3 separate regions of the Mus musculus genome follow, and all the other regions are linked to region 3. A link is a contact called in public promoter capture Hi-C data. All regions are on one chromosome and are shown on one strand. The core of a region is the stretch at or near the end of the contact, and the rest is flanking DNA. Distances in the headings are between cores, read along the strand shown. Region 1 holds the start of Abcd2 (ATP-binding cassette, sub-family D (ALD), member 2). Region 2 holds the start of Cpne8 (copine VIII). Region 3 holds the start of Rabl2 (RAB, member RAS oncogene family-like 2).

Evidence for each region. Promoter capture Hi-C pulls out the DNA fragments that hold promoters and counts their contacts.
Region 1: a promoter capture Hi-C map of second pharyngeal arch cranial neural crest shows a contact between it and region 3, with 5 times the contacts expected there. The contact joins the promoter of Abcd2 here to the promoter of Rabl2 in region 3. A contact is called at or near these places in 7 of 39 promoter capture datasets (the 3T3-L1 cell line, cranial neural crest, hippocampal neurons and 3 more).
Region 2: a contact with region 3 is called in a promoter capture Hi-C map of stem cell-derived epiblast-like cells, with 7 times the contacts expected there. The contact joins the promoter of Cpne8 here to the promoter of Rabl2 in region 3. A contact is called at or near these places in 10 of 39 promoter capture datasets (the 3T3-L1 cell line, the SN4741 cell line, cranial neural crest and 5 more).

Annotation. Positions count from the first base shown.
Region 1 is chr15:91,189,674-91,193,526 of GRCm38.p6, forward strand. It overlaps Abcd2 (ATP-binding cassette, sub-family D (ALD), member 2), which reads right to left and starts at 2,334. Exons shown (of 10, transcript NM_011994.3): 1 at 997-2,334. The coding sequence starts at 1,935.
Region 2 is chr15:90,677,775-90,681,711 of GRCm38.p6, forward strand. Cpne8 (copine VIII) reads right to left here and starts at 1,614. Exons shown (of 20, transcript NM_025815.2): 1 at 1,394-1,614. The coding sequence starts at 1,530.
Region 3 is chr15:89,589,255-89,593,343 of GRCm38.p6, forward strand. Rabl2 (RAB, member RAS oncogene family-like 2) reads right to left here and starts at 2,669. Exons shown (of 9, transcript NM_026817.3): 1 at 2,566-2,669; 2 at 1,019-1,172. The coding sequence starts at 1,125.

The DNA of each region.
Region 1 (3,853 bases), core at 1,084-3,583, 1.6 Mb after region 3:
AGTAGGAATAGAGGTCCTAAATTAGTTTAGATTTTTTTTCCTTCGGATTGCTTCTGTGATTGAGAAAGAAACAATGATAATTCTTGATGCTTTAAAGGGAACGCCATTCTGCTTGGAAATTAAAATATATTTAAAAATACTCCTCTCTATCTTGCCAAACCATTGGTATTGTATTTCAGATGTCCTCACCCCCAATTTATACCATACTCAACATTGTGAAGCCACTATAAGACACTACGATTTTACATAACTGGGCTAATTATTCGACTGTTGAAGATCGGTACCATTTAAAAATAGCACCGCGGTGCTCCTTCCTACTCCTGTCCTCGCTAATCTTAGTTTTTACTCCTCTCCTAGGCAAAATTTAATTATCTCTGTCAAAATTATGTCCTCAGCCAAAGTTAAAAGTAAAGGCCATTTCGTGAGACACTCCTCTACATTTCCTCATCTGCACACCACTCTCATTGATCAGTCTTGCAAAAGTGTCTGAACTGTTTTTTTCTTTGAAAGCAGTTCTCGCCCCCTCCCCATCCCCCAACACAAAAGAACGACAAAGGATACTCCAACATCTCCCTCTCAATCCAAAGAAGTTTACTCTCAGTTCCTAAAAGTGCATGGACTTCACAATGTGCAGAACCCTTCACCAAGTTAGTACTTAAGTTTTAAGAAAAAGCCTTTGAGCTCATTCATTACAGTCACACTAGAGTAACAGAGGCTATGAAGACCGCTTACTTAAAAAAGAATAGACATTTTATTCTCATGAAACTTCAGAGAAGTTTGGACTCTTTCATTCTCTCCTGGCTGGCGATTTAAAGGGCTCATGTATTTTAGCATGATTTAGCTACGGGGACGGCGGGTGGGGGTGGAGCGGGGGGCACGGGGACTGTAAAATGCTCAGAAAGTGGGTCTGTCAACAAGACAACAGATGGTATCTGGCAGTGCAGTGGCTGCCTGAACAGTCTCACATTTCACCCGTTGCTTTAATGCCTGTCTTACCTTATGTCCTCTGTAGAAGGCAATTTCTTCTACATTGGCTATGATTCGGGAGTGGACATACCGCAGGTAGCCTTTCCTGTGGGCTTCTTCAGCCACCAGCGAACCAAATTTGGGCGAGCAAGCTTTCAGTACTTTAGCAGTGGCATACACGACAAGTCCTGCTAACAGGGTGGGCCCTATAGGGCTTGCTCCTCTGGATGTAGCTGTCCGGATGAGAGTATAGGAGGTTAGAATGACATCTAAAATAGGTTTGGTAAGGTTGGAATACAGGTGAGCCACAGATTGCGAGAACATCATAATGTCTTCGGTAAGAGACTGGTCAGGGTTTGCCAGCCTCCCATCCATATTTATCACCTTATAATAAGTCTGATTTGCGAAATAGGTCTCATAGGCATGGTCTACTAAGCGAGTTCTAAAGGCCAATGCCAGTTTGCATTCCAGGTACCTGATAGCACTGTTGACAAAGGTAGCAGGGATAGCAATCATAAGCCACTTGATTAATTTGATGATGAAAGTCCGAGGCTTCTTTTCCACGATGCTTTTCACGATTTTCCCATCCAGACCAGCCACATAAATAGAGAGAAATGTTCTTGAGATTAGAGCCACCGAGTGGAGGCAGAGCCACCCCGTTTCAGTGGTCACAAGTTTTGGAAAGAGGATTTTCCGAAGTTCTAGTAGCTGTTTGAAAAAAGCTGCATTTAGTCCCGGCGCAGGTTTTTTACAGATGATCTCCGTGCAATGCAGTATTTCTCTGTTCTCTGCAGGCGAGTAAGCTTCTGCTTTTGCCTTCCTGTGGCCAGGCTGCTTTAAACGCTTGCCAATGATGGGATAGAGGGTTTTCAGAGCATATGCCGCAGCCACCAGGCAGGCAGCCCTTTTAGCAGCACCGGATCTGGTCCATTTCACCCGATAGGCTGCTGCATTTAGCATGTGTATCATTTTTCCAGCTACACAAATGGGTTTCTTTGAAAAGAATTCGTTTTAAAAGCTCATGCTCCGCGGAAAGCCCAGCAAAGGTTTCAGAAGACCCCACAGCCTCCCATGCTCTGCAGCTTGTCTCCTTTACTCTTATTTTGTTCTTCAGTGACGGATGCAGCAAAGCACAAACTCCACCGCATCCTCCGGGGGCGAGTCCCTCAGCAGCCAGAGCTGGCCAGGCTCCACCCACAGGCGTCTCATTGGCTGCGTGGGCGGTGAGACCCTGGACTCCTGGCCTCTTCCCTTTGAACCTTAAAAACGAAGAGAGAGCCAAAACAAATCCTATACTTAAACAGGAGTTCAGAGAGTTAAATATCTATTTCTGGAGAGGTCGAATGAGGTCAGCTGCTGGAGAACAAACCTTCCCTTAGAGCTACTGAGCATGCTCAGCGGCACTTAGAAACCCTCAGAAGTTTCAGAATATACATCCCGTCTCTAAGATTTCTACAAAGGGGAAGGCAGAGGGAAGGAAGGATTGCAGCAGCTTTAATGAGCCCAGAGAGAAAGAAACAGCGAGAGGAGGGAGGAGCCTCAAGAGGATTAACGGAACCGGCCCAGGGAAAGGAGTCAGACAAGAGAGTGATAACAGCGAGAGGCATAAGACAAAATAGCAAACATGTATCCTTGAGAATGTTTTGTTCAGAAGATGTTGTCCCCCCCCCCCCTCACTCCCGCCCTTCGCCCTTGTTTCGACTCTCCCCAGATATTCACAGAAACTATTAGATTGGCTGCTATTGTAAATAAGCTGGAGGCGAGCTTGGGTATTACAGAAAACAGTCACTCAGAGCTACACCCAGAGTTCTTCCCCAAGATCCCTTGGTACTAACTTGTCCTGATAATAAAGTTCTTTCTGCTCCACGATTATGTTTAGCAATGTTATCTGACACATTAATATTTGCTTACGAAGTGACTTAAAAATCTCCCTTGTGTTTTGTTTGTTTGTTTGTTTGTTTTTGTTTGGAGGTAATTTAAGAATTTTATCAGCTGGGAAATCGAACTGGGATCCTATGATGGAAAACAATTTTTAGGAAGCATTTCTTCAAGACTTTTTTTTTTTTTCTTCATGTTTTTCTTTAGGCTCAGAGATAATCTGCTGGCTTCTTCCTATGAACATTTTTGCTGTTTGACAACAATCAAGAAAGTTTAAAAATTATTCACATTCCCAGTGGAAGGCATAAGGATCAATAGTCAAGCAAAACTTTGTATAATTTTTAATAAATTGAAGGTCTTTTTTTGAAGGCAAGGCAAAGGTGATTTTGCATGATAGAGCCTTTCTCTGCTCCTCTCTTCTGTCTTTCCAACGACTGGCTTATCCTGAAGGTGTGCATTTAAGCCAGAGCCCAGCACAGTTAGGTAGAACGGCTTATTTTAACCTGCTAGTGTTATTTGACCCTTAAGCTAAGCATCATTTTATACTTGGGCCTTATTATGCACAGACTCTCCCTTTTGATCCTCCATAGTAGTTCCAGGGCAGGAGTGCACTTTGACACCCCCACATCTGTCCTGATTTAAAGAAGTGAAAGATAGCTACATGGTGATTGTCACATCACAACGGGTCACTTGTGTGTTCGTTACTAGTCCTCTCTGTGCTTCAGCTTTGCCTTCTATCTGTAAAATGGAAACGATGCTATTCTGGGAAGTGGGTGTAGACATTAAATAAAATAGTCAGTTGTTTAAAAAAAAACATTGTATATAGAAGTCTGCAAACCTCCCTGCTAGAATATGTGCCCCAATGTCTTGTGATCGTTATTGTTCATTAGACATGAGTCAAAGAATTGCCTTTACCAAGAATGATTTTTAAAAAACAGTATTCTTTTGAGCTCTTTGGCATACATATATTAAATCTAAGAATTGTTTGTTATCCAGAGGTCTTTTATTT
Region 2 (3,937 bases), core at 364-2,863, 1.1 Mb after region 3:
AAGCAGTTACCCCAATAACCCCAGGGCTGATGTCATGAACTTTCACATTCTGAGGTGAATCAGAGCAAATCCTATGTTATCCCAGGGTTTTCCCCTACCAAAGAACATGGCCACTTGGGGAATGGGTGCTAAAACTTGAATTTCCAAGAAACTTTAGTTTCAGGGCAGGAATGTTCAACCTGTGGGTCGCGACCCCTCTGTGAGTCACATGACCCTTTCACGGGGCTCACCTAGGACCATCAGAAAACACAGATATTTACATTAGGATTTGTAACAGTAGCAAAAATACAGCTATAAAGCAGCAACAAAAATAATTTTAAGATGGGGGGATCACCACTACATGGGAAACAGCATTAAATTGTCACAGCATTAAGAAAGCTGAGAACCTGTTTTAGCGGCGTTTAAACTTCAGGGTTTGTTTACAACAAAAATCACTCATGCTTATTAAAGTCTTTTACAACGATCTTTCCTTACAGAAAGGCTAAGAACATGTGAGGGCATTTAAAAACACGGGGGCGTAGAGGGGTAGGAGTGAAGTTTTCCAACGAGACCGGTGAAAGGAAGTATTCAGCCTGGAAGTGGGCACCTGGGTACGTGCAATGTAGTATTCTTAATATAGCCAACCATCTAATTCCCCAAAACTGGGGCAGCACAGCTATTCTACCTAACTTACTGAGGATCTGGCCCAGGGAGTATCAGGAAGGGAGTCTGAAACTGGCAGTCCTTGAGAGTTGCTGAAAGCATTCTGATGTTTGTCTACCGGCGGGCAGAAAATAAGTCGTGACTTCTCAATTCTTAGGTAAGCCTCTGCCTGGAAGACTGAACCTGGAACCGCTACAGGCCTAGGGTAAACGTCCCGGAAGGGTGGAGGGTAAGGAAGCTGGATGGTTCCAGGAAGTGAGTGGGGAGGAGGAAGCTGTGGAACTGGAGCTGAGCCCACCGCATGGCTTCCCGGACGCCTGGCAGAGGGAGTCCCTGGCCAAGGTGCGCAGCATCACGCGCGCTCTTGGTAGGACTGACCCTTCGGTTCCCGACATCACTGAACCTCTGGCCCTGATTGCGGTTGTTTAAAATAAATAAATAATTTTTTAAAAGGTTGCGAAGTGGGCGGCGGCTAGGGTTTCTGTAGCTGAGTCACAGCTTTGCCAACTTTCACAACATTTCCCAGAAAAAAAAAAAAAAAAGACTCAGCCAAAGCCCACCACTCTCGTCCCCAGTTCTGTGTCATTTGACCCTCTGGGGGGGAGGAGGGGAAGGTAACGTCAGCCAGTACCACAACTAGTCCCCACTCAGCATGCAACTTCTCACCAGCGCCAAGCCTCGTGGTACCTGGAGCGCTAGCCAAGTGCCACCAAGCTCGGATGGAAGGAAGAAAAGAGAGCCGCGTCCTCACCTGCAGGACACTGACACCTCCACTCGTGTGGCGGGGATGGCCGCACTCAGCTGGTTCAAGTCCCCGATGCCCGTGGCGCTGGTGTAGCGGCTGTCCATCTCGAGCTGAGGAACGGAGCACTTGTCCCGAGCCCACATCCAAGCTGCGGCGGGCTGAGCGCTGCTCGGAGCGGAGCTCCGCACCGACGGGAAGGGGTGAGGGTGGAGGCAGAGGAAGGAGGCGGAGGCGGCGCGGGAAGGGGAGGGAGGAGGCGGACCTCGTCGCGAATCCGGCGACCGAGCCAGTCCTGGCAAAGCCGCCTCGGTCTCCCAAGTGGCGCTCCGGGCTGCTCCCGCCCTGGGGCAGCCCCCGGGCGGTGACTGGGTCTGCAGCTCGGGGGCTCTGGGCGTAGGGCGCAGAGACAGTAGGTGACCCGGACAGACACCGCGCCGTCTAGTGGGAGAGCCCCAGGCGCCGGCGATTGCCCCCCGCCCCAGCTGATATGCTCCCCACTTCGGGCTACTGGACTGATGTGGTGGTGGGGCAAGGGATGGCCACCAGCCTTTGACTCCTGGTGCAGAGGGGCGTGCCAATATATGGGGCAAGCTTGGGTGGAGTGGACGCTGTTGGGACAATCGCAGCGTTATAAGAGAGGTTTCAATGCGTCTGCCATCCCCTGCAACTTTTAGGCGAGGGTCTCCTTAAGGCAAGATCGGCGCCTTGCAACGCACTTGCCAAACCGCAGGGATTTCTGCCCTGAGGCCCGGGAGGTCGTAATAATAACTTATAATCTAGCTCCTCCTCAATCCTGCTCCTCAAGACCTGAAAGCAGGGCAGCGTAAAGCAGATGAGCAGCTCGGGTGACCGGGGAGTTTAGCAAATAGATTCCTGGCGGCGCGACTGGGAGTGGGCAAGACGCGGGGCGCCGCCGCAGCTTGCCGGGTAACCCCCACTTTCCTGCGCACACCTGACCCGAGGCGTCACTGCGGGTCTTCTGGCGATGGCCGCCAGGGGGCGGTGGAGAGCAGGGCGCCCAGCCTCAGGAGGGAGCGTGGCTGGCTCTAGCCCTGGCTCACCTGGAGAATCCTGGGCTTGTGACTGGTCTCCCTTGTGGTATTTTAATCCACTTGGAGCCACTTCCTTAAAGAATCTGTGTGGTTGCAGGGGAAATAGAGTGTAGATGCTTGCCGCTCTTCCCTGCCCCAAATGTTTGCGTCACTTTGGTCTTGTTTGCTTTCCCTGGTCGCCCCGCCCTCCCTTCACCACCCCTTAAATCCACCAGTTCTGTTTTTCTTTCTCTTCCCCCTATCACAAATTAAACTGCAGCTGATGACTAGAATTTTCCCTCAAGCTCTCTTATTGATGCCTGAAATTGATTTGGTGGAGGAGGTCTAGAGGGTTTTTTTTTTTAAGCAAACTAGAATTTTATTTTGCAGGCACCTCCTGAAGAAATAAAAGGTAAGGACTTTAGTGCTCAACCCAGAGGCCTTCTCCGAATTTTCCACTTTATCTAGGTCCATATGTGTGTGTATCTGAATGCATTGATTTACATGCACAATAGCATGCAGGTATTTAAAGTGTGCCCTCTGATGGATTACGATCGGTATCAACCCGCTAAACCATCACCACACCAAAATAATAAACCATTCCCTCGCCCCAAAAGCTTCTTGTGTCTCTTTTGTAATCAATCCCTGCTTTCGCCATTAAAACAACACTTCATCTTTAATTTAAATACCACAGAATATGGCACACTCCATGCCTAACCCGGTTTCTTTCCGTCTGTAAAATTCTTTGCAGTTTCATCTACGATAACAGGTGCATCAATAGTGAATAATCTTCCTTTTAGAGACTTGCCACAAATTGGTCACCCACTCATCTTGATGAACAGTGTACTTGCCCCTGGGTTTGGGCTATTACATACGAGACTGCTGTGAACGCTGGCATATGGGTCTTTTGTGGGCATAAGCTTTCATCACACTGGGCAAGTAGAAATAGAATAGCCAGATGAAAGTGGAAGAGTACACGTAATTTCTTAAGAAATTACTGAATTGTTTTTACAAACTAGTTTTACTATTTTCTATCCTAAAGTAATATATGATGGCCAATTTTATCTATGAGAGTTTTTTTGTTTGTTTGTTTGCTGTTTTGGTTTAGTTTATGCCCATGTCAATGCTAAAAACCCTTGGCATATATATATATATATATATATATATGTATATATATATATGTATATATATATATTATACACACATACATACATATATAAAAATATATTTTGTTTTCTTCTTGTAATTTTAGTTTCAGAATTTACATTTGGGTCTATGGTTTCTTTTAAAGAATGTTTTAAAATTATCTTAAAGTAATCTTTGCCAAAAAATCAACATAGCAAATAAGTTCACTCTTGGACACTGCCTTGTTCTGTTGACCTGTCTGTCTCTGTTTAAACCAGAATCAGAGTGTCTTAACTACTACGGCAACAGGATATTTTTAATTGATTCCTTTCCAAAGAGTTTGGCCACTTTAAAATGTTTGTATTTTCCTCACAGAATTCAGATTCACCTTGAC
Region 3 (4,089 bases), core at 1,419-3,918:
GAGAGGCCAGAACTGTGTTAGTCTTTTGATGTTCTGTTAGCTGCTTAGATTTTAGGCTAGTGCTGACTTAGGCCTTCCCTGGGCTTCTCGCCAGTCCAGATTTCCCTAAAGGTCTATCAATTATTAAGCCAACAACTGGTCTCCCCTTGCCTGACACTTCTGTTCTCTGGGTAATCTTCCAAATCCTTACTTTCATTGCATGGGATCTCACTGAGGTTAGAGCAACTGTAAGACACCACAGCTGAGCTTCCATGGGAGGTGGAGAAACGAATGTCTGTTCGGAAGCTTGCCCCAAACTAGCAAGACCCCTAGAAACCATTCATGGCTCTGTGAGTCTGACGTAGAATGTGAGGTGACCTGCGGACTTGAGGGATGGGAGACGAAAGTGGACATTTACGTAGGAGCAACTCTCCCCTCATCCTTTGAAGGCAGAGATGAGTGTGTATCCTCAGCACCGCACCCTGAGTGGGTGAGAGGCAGGTGCCTGATGGAGAGAAGCCAAAAGAGTGCAGATCTCCAGGTGGGGAGTTCTATACCTGCACAGGCAGGCTCTGTGCAGAATAATCCAGTCATTTACACCATTGCAGTCAGTTATCGTTCAACCTCGGGGTGGGGGTGGGGGGTGTCTCTCCAAGGAAGCATCTTTCCTGCCTTTATTCTACCTGTCCTGTTCCTTTCCCCATCCCCACTGCCCTGTTCCAGTAACCCCCCAACCTCACAGAGGCAGTAATATCGCAGTTGCCACCCCTCTACTATACCAGTAATTTCCAGGGCAATCCACCCAACAGCTCTTGTGAGGACTCAGAAGGCTCCCTGATTTCTGTCCCTTCGACTCTCTCTCATTTCCTCCTGAACACAGTTACTGACATTTCTGCCCATGCACACCTGGTCTCCCATCATGGTGCCCCCCTCACCAGCTCACAGAAACCACATACACTCTCTCCATCTCTGGAGGACCTTTCTCATCCACCCAGGGCCGCTCTGGGGTCGTTTGCTCTTCCCTGATTTTCTGACGTACTTGGACTTGCCCACCGCACTGTCCCCCAGGCAGATGATCTTCACGTTCTCATGGGTGTCGTACTTCTCCTGCTCCAGCTCACAGTGCCTGTTTCTGTCCCCTGCCATCGGCTCTTGTTGGCAGACGACTGCCAGCCCCGGGGTCTCGTCACCGTCTGGGAAAGCCGACAAGAGTTCGCCGTTAAGAGGTGAGAACTCCCCTCAACTAAATCTAGTTTCTTCTTCTTCCTGAGCAGCTGATGAGAGAGAACCCACATCCTGACAACTTGGCCACCATGCGCTGAGCCTGGGAGCTCTATCTCTGTCTCTGGAGTCTCCTGACATTTCTCATTGCAGAGGTGTCTGGGTCACACCTCTCTCCCTACCTTCTGTACTAGATTTACAAGTTCAGCATATATACATTTTCTATATACATATTTTTACTTGTAAAAACACAAGCAACAAACATCAACAGAGTGCCCAAGTCACATGGAAATCTGATATTTCGCAAAAACAGGCAGACATTAACTGTACAATCTATGATGCCTGACCCATTCATGACCACTTTCCTTCTCTGTCCCATTGCTGCCATCAGCATCACAGTCCCTTCACCTTGGTAATTCCTCAAAACTTTTATTTATTTATTTTTATTTTGCGGGTGTCCTTTTTAAACCTCTAGTGGCTTTCAGCCTTCCTAATGCTGCAACTAGTGGCTCATGTGGTGGTGACTCCCTCAACCATAATATTATTCCAGTTGCTACTTCATAACTGTAGTGATGAAAATATCTGTATTTTTCTGATGGTTTTAGGTGTGCCCTGTAAAGAGTGGATCATTAGACTCCCAAAAGGGTCACACAAGTTGAGAACTACTGCTCTGTAATTTTACCCAATTCCTAAATGTAGATGATACAAACAATACCATGTCAAGACTTTGTCCTGCACTGCCTAAACTCAGATATTTAACTGCTCATCAGTTTTGTAAACAGGAGACTAGGGCATATAGGAACGTTACACGTTAAACATAAACAGTAAACTAGTTCTATGCACACTTCTCATATTTCCACAAGTATAAGACGTGACTACTATCCAGTGTCAACACCAGTGCGTAACATCATCTCTAGCCCGGTCCACTCGTTTCATATTCAAATCCGATTCGACAAACACTGCTTCGAATGTACGAATGTACAATAATCCAGATTCTTCGCCAGCTGGACGCACGGCATTCACACTACAGCCTGACTGGGAGTGGTCCGTTCGAAAGCCAAACCCCGACTATCGACTCACAATGGAAGCCCTCAGTGACTGTCAGTGTCTTCGCGATTTACGAGGGCTTTCTTTCGTGGGACAAACGTTTTTTAGGCGCCCACCAGGCCTAACCCCTCATCTCCTTATAAAGGACCCGCGATCTGCGGTCGGCTCTCGGCTGGGTCTCCGCCTTCCCTCCGCCCCACCTCTCGGGCGGGTTCCCCAGGCACTTTCGGCTTCGCGGAGGCTTAGAGGGACCCGGAACACCGCAGATGCGCTCGCCCACCACAGCCCCTGGGCCGCCAAGGCAGCCAGCCGCCTTACCCGTTTACAGATGACTGCAGTCCCGCAGCAGCTCGGCCGCGTCTCTGCCGCTGCTACGCGACCGCACCAGGACCCCGAGCTGGGCTGTCCGGCAATGGCCCGAAGGACCTCAGCGAGGCGCGGGCTGGCTAGCGCAGTGCCTGTCTGTCTGGCACCTTCCAGGATGCGCATCTGTTCTACTGACCCGGGGATGACAGAGCGGATGCTCTGGCATACTGGTCTGCGGTGGGAGTGGGAACCGCAGGTTGGAGAGGCATATGGCCAGCAACAGGTTGCTGCAGTATGTGATGCCTTGTTTCTCGACACACCCCCCCTTAATTTATTTATTCACTTTCCATACCGGTAGCTGCCTCTCCCACCCGACTCCCCCTCACACAGTCCCTTCCCCCATCTCTTCCTTTTCTCAGAGAGTAGAGCCCCTGCACCCCTTCCCCGACCTTGGGTGTTCTCTCACCTTGGCACACTAAGTCTCTGCAGGGCTAGGTGCATCCTTTCCCACTGAGGCCAGATAAGGCAGCCCACCCAGCTAGAGGAATTCCACAGACGGGCAACAGCTTTAGGGGTAGCCCCCTCCCCACTCCAGTTGCTGGGGGACCCACATGAAGACTGAGCTTCACACCTACTGTGTGTGTGTGTGTGTGTGTGTGTGTGTTGTGTGTCCAACCGTGTATGCCCTTTGGTTGGCGGTTCAGTTTCTGAGAACCCTCAAGGGTCCAGGTTATTTGACTCTGTCAGTCTTCCTGTGGAGTTCATATACCCCCCCCCCCCGGGGGGGGGCCCTCAATCATTCCCCCAGCTCTTCCATAAGAGCCCCTGAGCTCTGACTTTCTTAATCTCTCTCTATATATGGAGGGGCAACTAGGGAAAAGCCCCCCTCCCCCCAGCCCTTGGGCTGGAGTAGTTTAGGGTAGGGGCAGGGGATGCTAGCCCTACCCTCTAACAGGTAGAGACTGGGCATGCTGGGAGAACCCAGGTCTGCATTGATATGTTAAATAGGCGCCTCAGTTAGCCAATTGCTTGAGACCTAATAGCAAAGATCAAAAATTATTTCACAATAAAAACTGTAATGTATCCGTGGTGTCTCTTGGGAGCCTTCGCTTTATGGACTCTTGGGGATTTACCTCAGCTTTACAACATGCTCCTGCTGCAGTGCCATAGAGAGTCTAGAACACTGCCTGAAATATTCTAGGTTCAAAGCTATTGTGCTCAGTGATGGATGAGTTCCAACACTGTGTGTGTGTGTGTGTGTGTGTGTGTGTGTGTGTGTGTGTTGGAGGTGGGAGTTCCTCACCTCAGGCTTCATGGATGTTGTTGTTGTTATTATTATTATTATTGTATATTCTCCTACCAGCATTTCAAACAGTATTTATCTAATTAGTATATCTTTGGATTATATCATGTTAAAATACTTGGTTTTTAGAAATTGGTGTTTTGAGTTGTTGAGTTTTGTTTTTCTTAAAAAAAAAAAAGGACTAAATAAATTTTGGCTTGGGATGAGGACAAAATTTCCAACAAGTTTTGAGA